Linked DNA regions of Mus musculus: all the other regions are linked to region 3. The links are chromatin contacts, called in public Hi-C and HiChIP or PLAC-seq maps. All regions are on one chromosome and are shown on one strand. Each heading gives the region's core, a stretch centred on a gene start, on an enhancer-like site or on the middle of the called end of the contact. The rest is flanking DNA. Distances are from core to core; before and after follow the strand shown. Region 1 overlaps Rbks (ribokinase). Region 2 overlaps Babam2 (BRISC and BRCA1 A complex member 2). Region 3 overlaps Babam2 (BRISC and BRCA1 A complex member 2). Region 4 overlaps Babam2 (BRISC and BRCA1 A complex member 2).

What was found. A called contact is a pair of places that touch in the nucleus more often than the background predicts. HiChIP or PLAC-seq counts read pairs in DNA pulled down with a chosen protein or histone mark.
Region 1: a FOXA1 HiChIP or PLAC-seq map of pancreatic cancer cells shows a contact between it and region 3. The contact joins two enhancer-like sites. A contact is called at or near these places in 2 of 484 Hi-C or Micro-C datasets (the 3T3-L1 cell line and muscle stem cells), 4 of 115 datasets of contacts at active chromatin or transcription factors (bone marrow-derived macrophages, embryonic stem cells, fibro-adipogenic progenitors and 1 more) and 2 of 9 other capture datasets (adipose tissue and pancreatic islet).
Region 2: a contact with region 3 is called in a Hi-C map of cortical neurons, with 3 times the contacts expected there. The contact joins two enhancer-like sites. A contact is called at or near these places in 1 of 15 datasets of contacts at CTCF or cohesin (the NIH/3T3 cell line), 4 of 484 Hi-C or Micro-C datasets (cortical neurons, embryonic fibroblasts and nephron progenitors), 3 of 115 datasets of contacts at active chromatin or transcription factors (bone marrow-derived macrophages, fibro-adipogenic progenitors and heart atrium) and 1 of 9 other capture datasets (adipose tissue).
Region 4: a contact with region 3 is called in a Hi-C map of uterus. The contact joins two enhancer-like sites. A contact is called at or near these places in 6 of 484 Hi-C or Micro-C datasets (cerebral cortex, cortical neurons, liver and 2 more), 2 of 115 datasets of contacts at active chromatin or transcription factors (neural progenitor cells and pancreatic cancer cells) and 1 of 9 other capture datasets (adipose tissue).

What each region holds. Positions count from the first base shown.
Region 1 is chr5:31,635,339-31,638,586 of GRCm38.p6, reverse strand. The region is part of intron 7 of Rbks (ribokinase); the gene reads left to right. The region is part of intron 2 of Gm38424 (a long non-coding RNA gene); the gene reads right to left. Among named protein-coding and RNA genes, the nearest start is that of Mrpl33, 23 kb to the right of the region's middle. Within about 2 kb of position 1,491, at least 95 of the 459 cell types and tissues checked have an H3K27ac peak or open chromatin away from gene starts, as enhancers often do. A contact at or near this core is called in bone marrow-derived macrophages, muscle stem cells and pancreatic cancer cells, where this site is marked.
Region 2 is chr5:32,057,724-32,060,978 of GRCm38.p6, reverse strand. All of the region lies in intron 11 of Babam2 (BRISC and BRCA1 A complex member 2), which reads right to left. Among named protein-coding and RNA genes, the nearest start is that of Gm40277, 31 kb to the left of the region's middle. Within about 2 kb of position 1,353, at least 21 of the 459 cell types and tissues checked have an H3K27ac peak or open chromatin away from gene starts, as enhancers often do. A contact at or near this core is called in cortical neurons, where this site is marked.
Region 3 is chr5:31,880,694-31,883,886 of GRCm38.p6, reverse strand. All of the region lies in intron 6 of Babam2 (BRISC and BRCA1 A complex member 2), which reads right to left. Among named protein-coding and RNA genes, the nearest start is that of Gm52770, 120 kb to the left of the region's middle. Within about 2 kb of position 1,341, at least 76 of the 459 cell types and tissues checked have an H3K27ac peak or open chromatin away from gene starts, as enhancers often do. A contact at or near this core is called in adipose tissue, bone marrow-derived macrophages, cortical neurons and 3 more, where this site is marked.
Region 4 is chr5:32,034,178-32,037,443 of GRCm38.p6, reverse strand. The region is part of intron 10 of Babam2 (BRISC and BRCA1 A complex member 2); the gene reads right to left. Among named protein-coding and RNA genes, the nearest start is that of Gm52770, 37 kb to the right of the region's middle. Within about 2 kb of position 1,508, at least 115 of the 459 cell types and tissues checked have an H3K27ac peak or open chromatin away from gene starts, as enhancers often do. A contact at or near this core is called in adipose tissue, cortical neurons, muscle stem cells and 2 more, where this site is marked.

The DNA.
Region 1 (3,248 bases), core at 242-2,741, 250 kb after region 3:
TCTGCTTGCTTGTGTAGGAAAATATGACTGCACACTATAGGTTGTACTCTGTGCAACGATACTGTTAATGGTATAAACAAAGAGGTGTGTATGTGTATGAGTGTGTTTACATAATGTACTACAGTGGGTCTCAAGATTCTCCTACCCTCATCATCTCCGAGGACAGGATTGCAGGGATTGTGGTCACATGATACCATACCAGATTTTTAGTTAGGTATGGTGCCATAGACCTGTAATCCCAGCATTTGGGGAGTAGAAGTAGGAGGATTAGGAGTTTAAGGTCAGCCTCAGCTACGTATTGAGTTCAAGGCCAGCCTAAGCTATATAAGACCCTGAAGCAAGCAAGCAAACAAAAAACCTGTATTGAAATTCCATTTGACCCAGGAGATAGTGGTGCACGCCTTTAATCCCAGCATTTGGGAGGCAGAGGCAGACTAATCTCTGAGTTCAAGGCCAGCCTGGTCTATAGAGTGGGATTCAGGACAGCCAGGGCTACACAAAGAAACCCTAGTTGTGGGGGAGGTGAGAACTTCCATTTGTCCCCAGTCTGAACAGCTGCCCTTAAGAAATCAAACAACAGGGACCAGGGAGATCTGGAAAGTGGTTCTCACCAATGTATACTTTAAAAGCCAAGTGTGTGTTTGCAATGCTAGTCCTAGGAAGGCAGAAGCAGGCAAAGCCTTAGGGCTCACAGGCCAGCTTACTCCACCTGTGGGTGGCAGAGGACAACAAGATGGACATTTTGTGGGAAAAACAAACTTCATTCCGTTGGTCTCTGTGGTTTTCAAATGTTTTGGGATCCTGATTCACCTTATGACTGAAGCCAGTTCCCACAGAGTAAACCCAGCCATGGTAATAGAGGCAGAAGTGTAACAACCAAACTCCAAACACAAGTGGCTGCGTGTGTCTTTCGTAGGCTTGTGTACCTGCCTTCTGGTAATTCTCTCTTCAGCAGACAGGCACTGAGAACAGAAACCTACCTTCACTTAAATACCTGCTGGAATGTAATAATAAATATACTAAAAATGAATAGCATAGAATGCATATAAATAATGAGTAATAAATATCCATCGTTCAAATACCTCCCAGCACAATACTCAGGTAGTTTCCCTCTAATGCATACTTTAGAGACCAGCTCCCTTCTGACTGAAACAGGCTCCATATAACCATTCCTGTCAGAGACTGTGAGGCAGGGCATGCTGGATTTGGGTTGTGTAGACAGACCAGGTTCAAGCCATTGGCAGTGAATCACCCGCTCCACCTTTCAGCATAGCTAGAGTCTGCAAACAATTTTGCCCAGTCCCTTCACTGTCCTCACAGTGTAGACCTGGCTCAAGAGCAGGGGGTGAGGCAGTCACTGTGAGGAAGTGGGGACATTATAAATAACCCAGAAAGAAACCCTCTCCTAACAGCAACTGCTGCAGAGCTTGTGGCCTAACAGCTCAGGCGCAGAAAGGCCATGAATACAACATTGTGCAATGACTAATTACTCTAAGCCCTGTGCATGAGTAGAGGTGCGACCTGCGGCTGCTGCTCAGGCTATCAGATGCCTTTGCTGTGTGCTAATCCAACGGCTCCGTATGTTTAGCAGTTCTCAGAGAACAATGATAATAGTTCAAACAGAAGAAAGCAGCTGGTGGAGAGGAGCGCTGGGCAGAGACGGTCTCAGCAAAGCCTGTAGGATACCAAGTCATATTGGAGTAACTGGTTTCTGTCTAGAATGCTGGAGTCACAGGAAGAAAGACTGCTGACCACAGAAGGCAAGGCCAGTCTTTCTAGCCCAATGAGTCACTATCGGACACTTTGTTTTTAAGTGCCATTTATTCGCAGATATGTAAAGTTGTTTAAGCACAAAGCAGATTAACAGTGCAAGAAGAATAGGGCTTTTCTTCTTCTTTTAGCTTGCACTCAGGATTCCTTCCCTCCTTTCTGAATTATAGAATGAATTCATTTACCGCAGACATTTTTGGGCAAATAGAGGTCTTAGCCTATTTTCAGTCTCCATAAGCCATTTTTCTCCTTGGCTTCCTAGACTGCAGGCAACAGGCAAAACAGCTTTCCCCAAATTTCTACCCCCAGCACAGAGTGAGTTTCAGGTAGAAAGTGAAGCTAGAGAAGGGTTCTCAGAGATTGCTGAATATATGGTGTCCCTTTGGGCTCCAGCTTGGACTGGAAGTAGGGTGAGGGGCACGAAGGGGTACAGGGTTGTCTGCTGTGTATGTTATTGGATAAGTCTGCATTTTATATGAGATCTTTTGGATGCAAGTGTTACTTCAGACCACCCCATCAAGATGTTCCAGAATTGGTGTGACTGGCCAGAAAGAGGCCATCACTGACTGGTGAGGCTGAAAGAGAACCCCAATACACGGGCAGGCCCATGGGGAGCCAGCAAATGACCTCTGTCAATCCAGGAGCCATGTGTCACCAATCAGAGGGCAGCCAACCTGAACACCACAGCCCTGTACACGGGGAAACCTGAGAGCTCTCAGAGTACTGTATCCAGCAGGGGCTTCTCTTGGCTGTGACTCAATTTTAAATAAAATCCCAGTGATACGGTTGTTATTATCACCTGTTATCTTACAAATAAAGGCAGGGTACCAACAAGCGAAGAATCTAGAGCTTTTTGCTGCACAGTAGTTGAAGTATAATCAATGTAGTGAAAACAGGGAGACCAGTGTCCCCTTTAATCTCACCTCGGCCTCTTTGGGCCTGAGAACACTGGAGCATTAGCTCCCTTTGGTTTCACACTTGACCTCCCATTCATCCTTCTCACCCATCTAAATGAAAGCAAGCCTCAGCCCAGAAACCCTGTTCCAGATAGAAATACATAATTCAAGAGAAATACTGATGTCAAAGAAGAGGCACACCAATCTGTGTCAGCGCTCACTGTAAATTAGAGAGGAGTACAGGGAGAGTTTAATGTAATGTAGAATGGAAATTAAAACAGAGCCAATATTTAGGCATTCCTCCGCCTCCCTTCCCCTGCTGTGACACAAAGCATTGACTTTCTCTCTGCCAAGCACTAATGTCATATGTTGTGGGGTTTTTTCTTTCTTCTTCTTTTTTCTTTTTCTTTTTTCTCCTACTGGGATTCTTCTCTAAGTGAAACGTTACATGTTTGTCTCTGGCATCTAAAATTTGACCTTTTCACCTGTTCTGTTCTGATCACAATAGCAAAACTCAGACTTTTCCCTGTCTTCCAATCTACACCCCTCATGTTAGCAGCAGAGAACGGCCCCCTGCCTGCT
Region 2 (3,255 bases), core at 104-2,603, 180 kb before region 3:
AGATTAAAATAATCAAAACCTACAAAAGATTTCTAGACACACATACAGACAGAGACTAAGTAAAACAAAAAGAGATGAAGAAAGACAGCATACAAAACTATGTGGAGAGAAAGCTGGAACAGCTATTTTTATATTAAAGAAGACTTCAAGTCAAGAAGTCTTACCAGATATAGACATTCCATAATGGCAGAAGGACCAATATATTAAGAGGACAAAAGAATTCTAAGTATGTATGTACTTTATCAACTTAAGCAACAGATGCTCTTCAAATTTTGAAGCGGTTATAGTCCGGTAAACTCACAAGAGGTTGAAAGTATCCTGTAGGCCAGTGAGTGGCTTAGCAGGTATAGCTACTTGCTGCCAAACCTGACAACCTGAGTTTAGTCCCTAGAAATGACATGGTAGAAGGAGAGAACCAGTTTCCCCAGTCAATCAATCAATCAATCAATCAACCAATCAATGTAAAAAGAATTAACTATCCTTAGTAAAAACTCCACTTATGTATCTAGCTGTAGGGCAGCAGAGTTTTGGGAAATGGAATATCTTAGACTACTGCTTTTCTTCCTTGGGAGCTGTGGTTTTCTACTGTTTTCTGGAACTGCATAGAGCAGTGTATTAATAACACTATCTCATAACAATATCACAATTCAAGATCAAAGTATAGATTCTACCAAATGTACGTTGCTTTCAGACCATTATATGGCTCAAAAATCTTAAGCTGAGCCATTGTAAGACAGAGACAGTCTTTATATAAAAATTTGTCCACAGCACTGTAAATTAGACACAAATTATACTACATTAAAAAGATAATTATAGCAAGTGTTTGCCTTAAAGAGCTCACCATTTAGTTAAGAAAATAGATGAAGATAAAGATGCTAAAGAAAAAGGAAAAATAACATAAGAGATTCTAAAGGAACATGTGACCAGAGTCAAATTGGAAAGAGGGCGGTGAAGGGTTGCCTGGGAGTTTAAAGGAAAACTACTGTTGTTCAATATGCTGCCTCACTGAGTACACCTTCCTAGCAAGTCCATTCAACAGAGGGAGTACAACCCTGTCTTAAAAGATGAAGTTCAGAGAGATTATGCACTCTGCCCAAGGCTATGGCGCTTATAGGATTAAACTCTGGTTGGAACTGGAGCATGTATGACCCCAAAGCCTGTACCTACACACTTTAGGGTATTGTATCTGTTAAGGGTAGGACTGGCTGGATTGATATCAGCAAGAAGCACTGTGGTAGGAAAAGCCCTGGCTTTTCAGTCCCAGAAAGTGTCCTTTTTTAATGCACACGTTTAGAACTGTGCTCTTAGGCAGGCAGGATAAACAGCTGATTTCACTCAAAGGGCTCTAGGGCTGTTCTAAACCATGAGAGTGTTTATGTGGTGGGCAGAGCTCCCCCAGTGAATTATAGCCTTTTACGCACTGTGTACAGTATTTTCATAGGATACAGACACGGGGCATGCGAGGAATGCTTCACTGACCTTTCGTTTTGTTCAACATTTTCCTCCATGCCTTTCTGCTAGTTTTCAGACTTAACCATAGGACAATTCTTGCTTACGTTTGCCCATTACCTGGCCTTTGACACAGCCTCATGTAATTACTCAGTTCAATTAAAGAATAGGGGCTAAAGCTACTATTTCTAGCCGGCACGAGCTGCTGGCTGTCTCTTTTATTACATCTAAAATGGATTTATCCTCACTAAACTAGCAAGCAGATTTTTTTTTTTAACACGACTTCAGATGTTTTCTTTAGACTGGTGTTAACATAAAGCAAATGTCTCTTGAAAGTCTGAACCAATCTGTTAAGATAAACAGGCTTCACTTACGATAACTCCTATACTGAAATCACAGGCTTGTGGTCTACAGCTCCTTAAAGATTCAATTCATACATGCTAAAATGCCTGCTTCAGAAGTACGCACACGCACACCAAGATTGCTTTGCCATGGAAACCACAAAGATATGTCTGCTTCAGACTCTGGAGCACATACCACAAATAATGGCCCATCTTCTAAGGGTAGATCCTATGTATACATAGGGAACGCCCAGAAAATTAAACAACAGCAAGACTTCAAACGGAAACCTTGCTTTAGATTTCCTTTGTTCCACTGCATGTCAACATAGGTCTTAATAGTTGTTACTAGTTACATTTGCATTTGTTTGTTTATTCCTTAAATAGAATTTCAGACTTCAGTAGCTTGGATATAAAGGGAAAATATAGGGAGAAAGGCACACGAGTTTCAGATAATAGCTCTGAGTGGCACACCGGGATTCTGGGTGGCTGGAGTACTGGAGAAGGGGCACTCTTGTAGAGCCTTGAGCCTACCACATGTGAGGGTTTAGTAGTAGAGAGATGATGGGAGAGGCCAGGAGGGTTTTCTCTGGGAAGAAAACTCAACCAGGAAATGGTTGGTAAGAACAGGAAGTCTTAATAATCAAGAAGTTTCTAAGCCTGGAAGGTCATCTTTTGTTATGGGTACTTTAAAGCTGTCAGGAATTTGGTATGATTTATCTCCTTGCTAGGCTACAGGCTCAGTGAAGCCATGGATAGTTTCTAGTTTCTTTATCATGACATCCTCAGCATGGCACACAGTGCCTGGAACACTGTAGAGGGTAGTAACTATTGGATGAGCAGTGGAGGATGCTTATGAGCCACTTCTCTTTCTATGATTCTTTGGCTCTGCCCACCCTTCAGCTGAGATCACAGGTAAGAGCACATGGCTGTGCAGAGTGATAAAGTATTTGCCACACACCACACTATGGTTTATGTTTGGAAAATCCCACTTCAATCTACTGCTGCTTCAGGCTAGGAGGCAATGGTCCATACACTGCTGGCCCAGACCCTGAAGTCTTTACCATAGCACTCACCATGTTTCTGGATCAACCTGGTCCTTATGACTATAGTGACAGCCTTTCTATACTCAACTATTAAGGCTAGTAACTTTAATCTCCATTGAGACACAAGTTCCACAGCAGTGTTTGCAGATCTAAGGAGTCTGTGTACTTGAGTATACAAATCCATGCAACACACAGGAGAAACATAATTCATGAGATGCAGCTTCCCATGGAATAATAGACACTGAACTCATATACTGACTATTCACTAGAAAATCTGTTTACCAACATTTGAAATTTATCATTTAAAATACATAAGTGGTTGCCATCATTTTTATTATTGACATTATTTATCTACAACTTAACTTGCTATCTCATATCTCCTACAATCCATTTACCAAAACAAAAACCAACCAACCAACCAA
Region 3 (3,193 bases), core at 92-2,591:
AACAAAACCATTGAGCAGAGATCTGGCTTTCCCAGCCTGAGGGAAGTTATAAGCACTAACTGCTTTCATACCTCTTTCGATTTCAGGATTTCAATTCCAAACATCTAGAGACAGAGGAACAGCCCAGAAACAAGAAATAAGGGTGTGATGTAACTTTTGTGAACAGCATAGGTATTGAAACCCATATGGATAGATGGTGAAGCGTGGAGCCATGCTATTCAAACTAAGCACCAGCTAGGACATTTGATGCACATTAAAGTCTCAGAAGCACTGGCTAAGACAACTAGCAACTAAAGAAAAGAAAACAGAGGCAAACATAATACAAGGAACTGAAGAGTAACAGGGTGAGCCCTGTGACTTAAGAGAAAAAGCAGGAAGGAGATCACACTGGGCTAGGAGGCTGCATAAAATGAAGACTATGTAAAGTTTAGGAATTGTAAATAAGTATATAGACAACTAAAGAAAAACTGATAAATCAGACTTTATGAAAAAAATCAGGATTAGCAGTAAAACGGCAGGTGAGAGAAAACATCTGAGATATATATATGCATGCACATGTCTCATGTGTGTATGTGTGTGTATGTATGCATGTATGTATGTGTCTTATCGTGTAACTCTGGCTGGCTTTGAACTCACTATGTAGACCAGGCTGATACTGAACTCACAGAGATCTGCTTGCTTCTATCTCCCCAGTGCTGGGACTAAAGATATGTACAACCACACCATCTACACCATATTTTTATCACAAGTTAATATCCAGAACACATACAGAACCCCTGAAACTCAACAAGACAATAAACAATCTGATGTTAAAATGTGCAAAGAATTTGAGTAGACTTTTACCCAAATAAGATGAACAAATGGCCAGTGAGCTCATGAGAAGTTGTTAGTAACCCAAAACACAGTGGGTGCCATCAAACACCCATGAGGACAACTTCTGTATTTAAAAGCAACGGCCCAGAAAATACCAAATACTGGTGAGGATGTGGAGAGACTGGACACCTTCCTTGCTGTTGATGGGAGTTCACTAAAGACAAACTTAGAAAATATGAAGGTAAGAACAGCCTTAGAGGCTGCACCCTATACTCTATGGAGAACTAGAGTCTGCACCTCTCTTGAGTTTGCTCAGAGCAGCCCAGGGCAACAATGGACAGGCTTCCTGGACCTGGCCACCACTTCACCTCGAGCTATTATTATTCTGTTTTATATTAAAAAGAAAAGGCTTGTAACCATTGATTCCAACACCCACAGATTCACAGACACTAAGATAAAGAAAGTGGATTATGCTATGTACAGAGCGAGTGAGTCACAGGGCAGAAACCCAAATCCAGTGTTGCTGACTCCTGCTGCAATGCTTTTCCTCTGCATGATTCTCCTAGTCCAAATTTGCTTTGAAAACTCTTTGTCACGTACTGAGGACCGTGTGAATCAGAAAGGAAATGCAAGGTCCAAAAGAGGAAGAACAGAGCAAAAATGTCCCTGCAGTGAATTATGGAGAGTAGAAATATTCATATGAGGAAAGACTATGATATTAATAGCTCTGTAATGAACCACTATAAATGTTGGACTTAGCAGAGATCTTGAGTAGGTGGATTTGCTAGAACTTTACTAATTATAGAAATGCTGATGCCAGATTTAGAAGTATAAATTGAGTTAGGAGTTCTCATTGGCCTGGATTACTAAAGAATGTTCCTCTCATTTCTAAGCTAATAGGGGCTTGAGATAGATCAATTGATGAACATTTGCAGCTTTGTGCTTATAAAGAAATTCTGAAGAGAAATTGTGACATTTCACGATGCATAACTGATGATAAAAGTAGCAAAGCATTCTTTCAAGTCATAATTCTCCAGGGAAGTTATTAACAGCTTAACGTTTCTAATTCACGCCAGAGTGTGGATTCAAGTTTCTGAGTGAACAAAAGTTTTTACTAAGTAGATATCAAAGAATGAAATTAGGCCAGCAGAAGAGGGGAAGCCCTTATTTGGGTTTCTTGACTCTGTTATTTAATCACATATGGGTAAGGACACAAGAAAATATGCATAGCAATCCAGCTCTCAAAAACTACTAAGAAATGAAACGTGTTAAAATGATAGCAACAGCAACAAACAAGGACAAAAGCAACTTCCCCAAACCTCACCAGAACATCCCAGGCTTTCCCCCATGGAGAGACAGACACACTGCCACAAGCAGGAAGCAAACAAGTAAATGAATGCTAGGTGATCCTGTTGCAGTGAGTATGTGCTTAAATGGAAGGGCAAGGCAGGGATGCTAGCAAAGGGTTGAAGCTGGGGGCTTCAGGAGGCATCAAGGAGGAAGTGATGCAGTGTTGCATGGAGTCAAAAAGGGTAGGAGATTAGAAAGACAGATGCTGAGGCACATACAGGCACAATACTATTCAGGAAGGCTGAAGCACCGGATATTGGGGGAAACTGAAAGAGATGAAGCTGAACAAGTTTAAGAACTAGATCATAAATAACCTTGATGCATCTCAGTTAAGAAACTGGGTTTTTTTTTTTTTTTCAGGGTGATGAGAAAGGAATGACAGAGTAGATACTGATATTAATGGAGTACTTATTGAATCTGGAGACCTTCAGAAACCTGAATACCTTCAGAAGGTTGGAGTGAGGACAGCATGACTGACCTGAGGTGAAGAGGGAGCACTACAGTGGTGCAGAGCATCGAGGACTACACAGAAGGGCATTCTGGCTTCTTTGGTCAACTTAACACAAATTATAGTCACCTAGGAAGAGGAACCTCAACTGAGTAATTGCCTAGATCAGATTGGCCTTGGAGTGTCTGTGGGACTTTTAAACTCATTAATTCAATTAGTTAGTTAGTTAGTTAGTTTTATAACATCCTAACTGTAGGTTCCCCTCCTTCCTCTCTTCCTTTTCTCAGTTCCTTCCCCAACCCACTTCTCCTCTTCCTTTTCTCTTCAGAAAAAGGCAGGCCTCCTTCAACCAGCCCGCTCTATGACTAGGCACCTCCTCTCCTATTAAGGCTAGATGAGGCAACCAGTAGGAGGAAAGAGCTCCTGAAGGTAGAAAGAGTCAGAGACAGCCCCTGCTTCCACTGCTGGGCTTTTACATTTTATTTTATTTTATTTTATTATTTTTGATATATGGTTGATGTAGGAAGATGCATCCTAAGGTGGCCATTCCTATAGCCTGAACAGATGGTCCCGGACTGTCTA
Region 4 (3,266 bases), core at 259-2,758, 150 kb before region 3:
GCCCCCTTACCTATAAATCTCATCTACATGTAAGGGCAAGTTCAGGCAGAGCCGTTCTCTAAGATCTCCAGAGGTTTGGCACTCCTGTGTTCCAGCAGTCTACATGTGCATCTGTACATTTACATGTCTGACTCTCCCACCCCTGGACAAATGTGTGCACCTCACCTCTTCTGCACCTCCAGGCCTACTCCAGGGTTAGGTTCACAGCATACATTTCAATGTTTGCTGAGTTGACTTAAATATACATAGGGCTTTCCGTGACAATAGGACATTAGCCTGTGCATGTTCTGCTGTTCCTGGTAACAGTACTACTGACACAGCAGGTTTGGAGCAAAGACGACAGATGGTAAAAGAGGCAGCTGCCAAGTGTCAGAAATGGCTGCAAGTGGCTTGGGACAGGCAGGCAAAGGGGAGAAAACATCCTGTCTCTTTCTGAAGTACTTACTTTTTGCAATCATTGTTGATGTTTCATTGATAAGTATAGTTACATTTATTGTTGGCTATAAACAATCCAATAATAGGTCTGCAAACTGAAAGGGACCACTTTCTGTACATATAAACAGACAGGTTACACTCTAAGGACTTAACTCTAAATAAACTGTGTAATTAAGTGACAACAGGAGCTAAGTGTGTGAGGCTATGCCTTGATGACAATTGGGCTAGCAGAGCTCAGCATCTGAGAAGAGAGAGAAAGCCTGTTGGATGAATGTACACTTGCACTGACCAGGCTGCTCATCTACAGAGAAATCTTATGTGCATGAGTAGTTGTATAATTTTTTAAGCATGAAAAAAACATTTTAAAGCCAGGGGTAGTGGCATGTGCTGATCATACCAGAACTCAGAGGGAAAGACAAAAGGATCAGGACTTCAAGTTTGGTTATAGAGTAAGTTTAAAGGCAGCCTGGGGCACAAGGGAACTTATTTTTTAAAAAGAAAGAAAAACACTTGAAGAAAATATTATTATATTCTTATAACTCTGACCATAGGTAAACGTGGAATGGAAAGCCTTTGGAAGTTTTGTTTTGTTTTGTTTTTTTGCAGCTCATGAGAACTAATATGCTAATATTGTAGGCTAAAGATTTACACACACACACACACACACACACACACACACACACACACACATACACACACACACACTCCTGGTTTTAGGACGTGCTGGCTGGACATGGGAGTGGAGAAGCTGTGAGACTGAATACTTGGGTCAGAAGAGCCAGTGTGGTGAGATGCACTGCAGTGTGACGCAGCAGAATGAAAAGACATCACCTAGCATGGATCATAAACAGATTCTTTGAAAGACCAGAGACGAAGATCAATCAGTCCTTGCTTAAACATTGGATGGCTGCCTGGTACAAAGGCCTATTTTGCTTTGCTATGTAATTTCCTCACTACTTAGCTACAAAAGCGTATCAGAATTGAATTCTAGTGCTCTGTCTAAATGGGAGCTGAGTCACAGGTACCTGATGCTGTGTCTGCAGGCTGAAGTGGATGACTCACGTCTGTGAAATTCTGAGAGAAAGTACCACCCGACCCCTTGCTTAGTCATCTTTTGCATGGATGCTGGGTTCATGAGCTCTGTAAACTATAATGAGCTATCTAGCCTTTTACCATCTCTTTCTTCTTTTCTAAACAGTACAAATTACAGCTCTAAAAATAACCTCATCTACGCAAGTGAGTCACTGTGACCTAACAAGCTTCCACAAGTAGTTACCCAGCTCAGTTGTGATATTTACTTGTGAAGGTACAAATCTTGTTGTCATATTAGCCCCCATTTTCTTCTCCCTCAAGCTTCAGATAAGAATTTGGTGAACTGGGGAAAGGAGAAGGGAAGAAGGTTTCAGGGAACATTTTTTTTTTTTTAGGAAAAAAAAAAAAACATAATGTACCCAATGCTTGAGATGTTCAGGATTGTAAATAGAGCTTGTGGGGAAGGAATTCACTGGAAGCTATCCCTGGGCTTGAGATGTTTTTCAGTTTTTCAGAAGGTTTGCCTAGCATTTATAAGACCCAGGGTTCCATGCCCAGCACTGCATAAACTTGGGTGTGGTTGTAAGATCAAAAGTCCAAGGTCGTCCTAGGCTACCTAATGAGTTTGAGGCCACCCTGGACTAGAAATCCTGCTAATCAATCAATCAGTCAGTCAGTCAAATAAGTAAAGCTATTCCTACCAGCATATGAGAGCTAGAATTTTAATATTTTAGGCTAAAGACGTTTCTCTTAGTAAGGAGAACATATTGACTATGGAAAGACATCTCTTGATAATTCTATTTTCTTAACAATTCTGGACTGTAAATGTATGACTTTTTTGATAAAAGGCATAGCTGCGCCAATAAGTTTGTATGCATTAAATGTTCATCTTTGGATCCTAGAGACATACACTAAGCCTTGGCACTCTACCTGTCCACTTGGCTACTTTCTGACGCTCAGGCCTGACCTCTGGTCTTCAGATTGCCTGGTGAGACTTCCATTGCCAACTCGCTGTCTTCCTACCCCAGCCTGTACAATGAATTCAACCAGGGGCAGGAAGCGGCTGTCTCCATGGAGCTCCTCTCTTCACGAGTGAGGCAAAGCTGCTCAGATACCAAAGTGCCACTCACTCACACTCTGGCTTACTTGGGGAGACTGGAAAGGAACAAACTTCCTACTACCACCAAGCCTAACACTTGCCACCACTGTCCCAGCTTCTCCTGTCAGAGGTCAGACCTCTTGGCCTCACCCAGACAGTCACGTGAACAGTCGCAACTAGCTGCTGAGGGTGCTTAGGGATAGAATGATGAAATCATTGATTTAGCTGAAAACGTCCCCAGGAAATAGGCTACAAAGCCCATTGACGGCTCCAGCCAGGCAGAGGCTGAGTCACTCCAGTCCTTCCTGACTCCTTGATTTATATTAAATAGGTCAGCTGGATCACCTGAATCCTGTTCCTCATCCTTTTGAGGGGCTGCCCCCTGCCATCATGTTGGGCCTAGTACTGCTTCCTGTTGGGCCTAGTGAGGACTTTACTAATCAGCCTTAGCCTCAAGTCCTAGGAGGGCCTGTGTACTATGTTCCAGGGGCCACCTCATGATCACATCTCTACTTTGGATCCCTTTCAGGATGCAGAGACCCTAGTTACCCTTTCATTCCCACAAGGTAGATGACACGTAGCCCCGTCAGCTCTTTTCTCGTTGCAAAATGGGTGTACCATGTACCTCTCAGGGTATGAGGAGGAAGAGGAAAGGGGCCCTGTCTGTCCAAGTTCAAGGGGCTCCCAACACCCAGAGGCT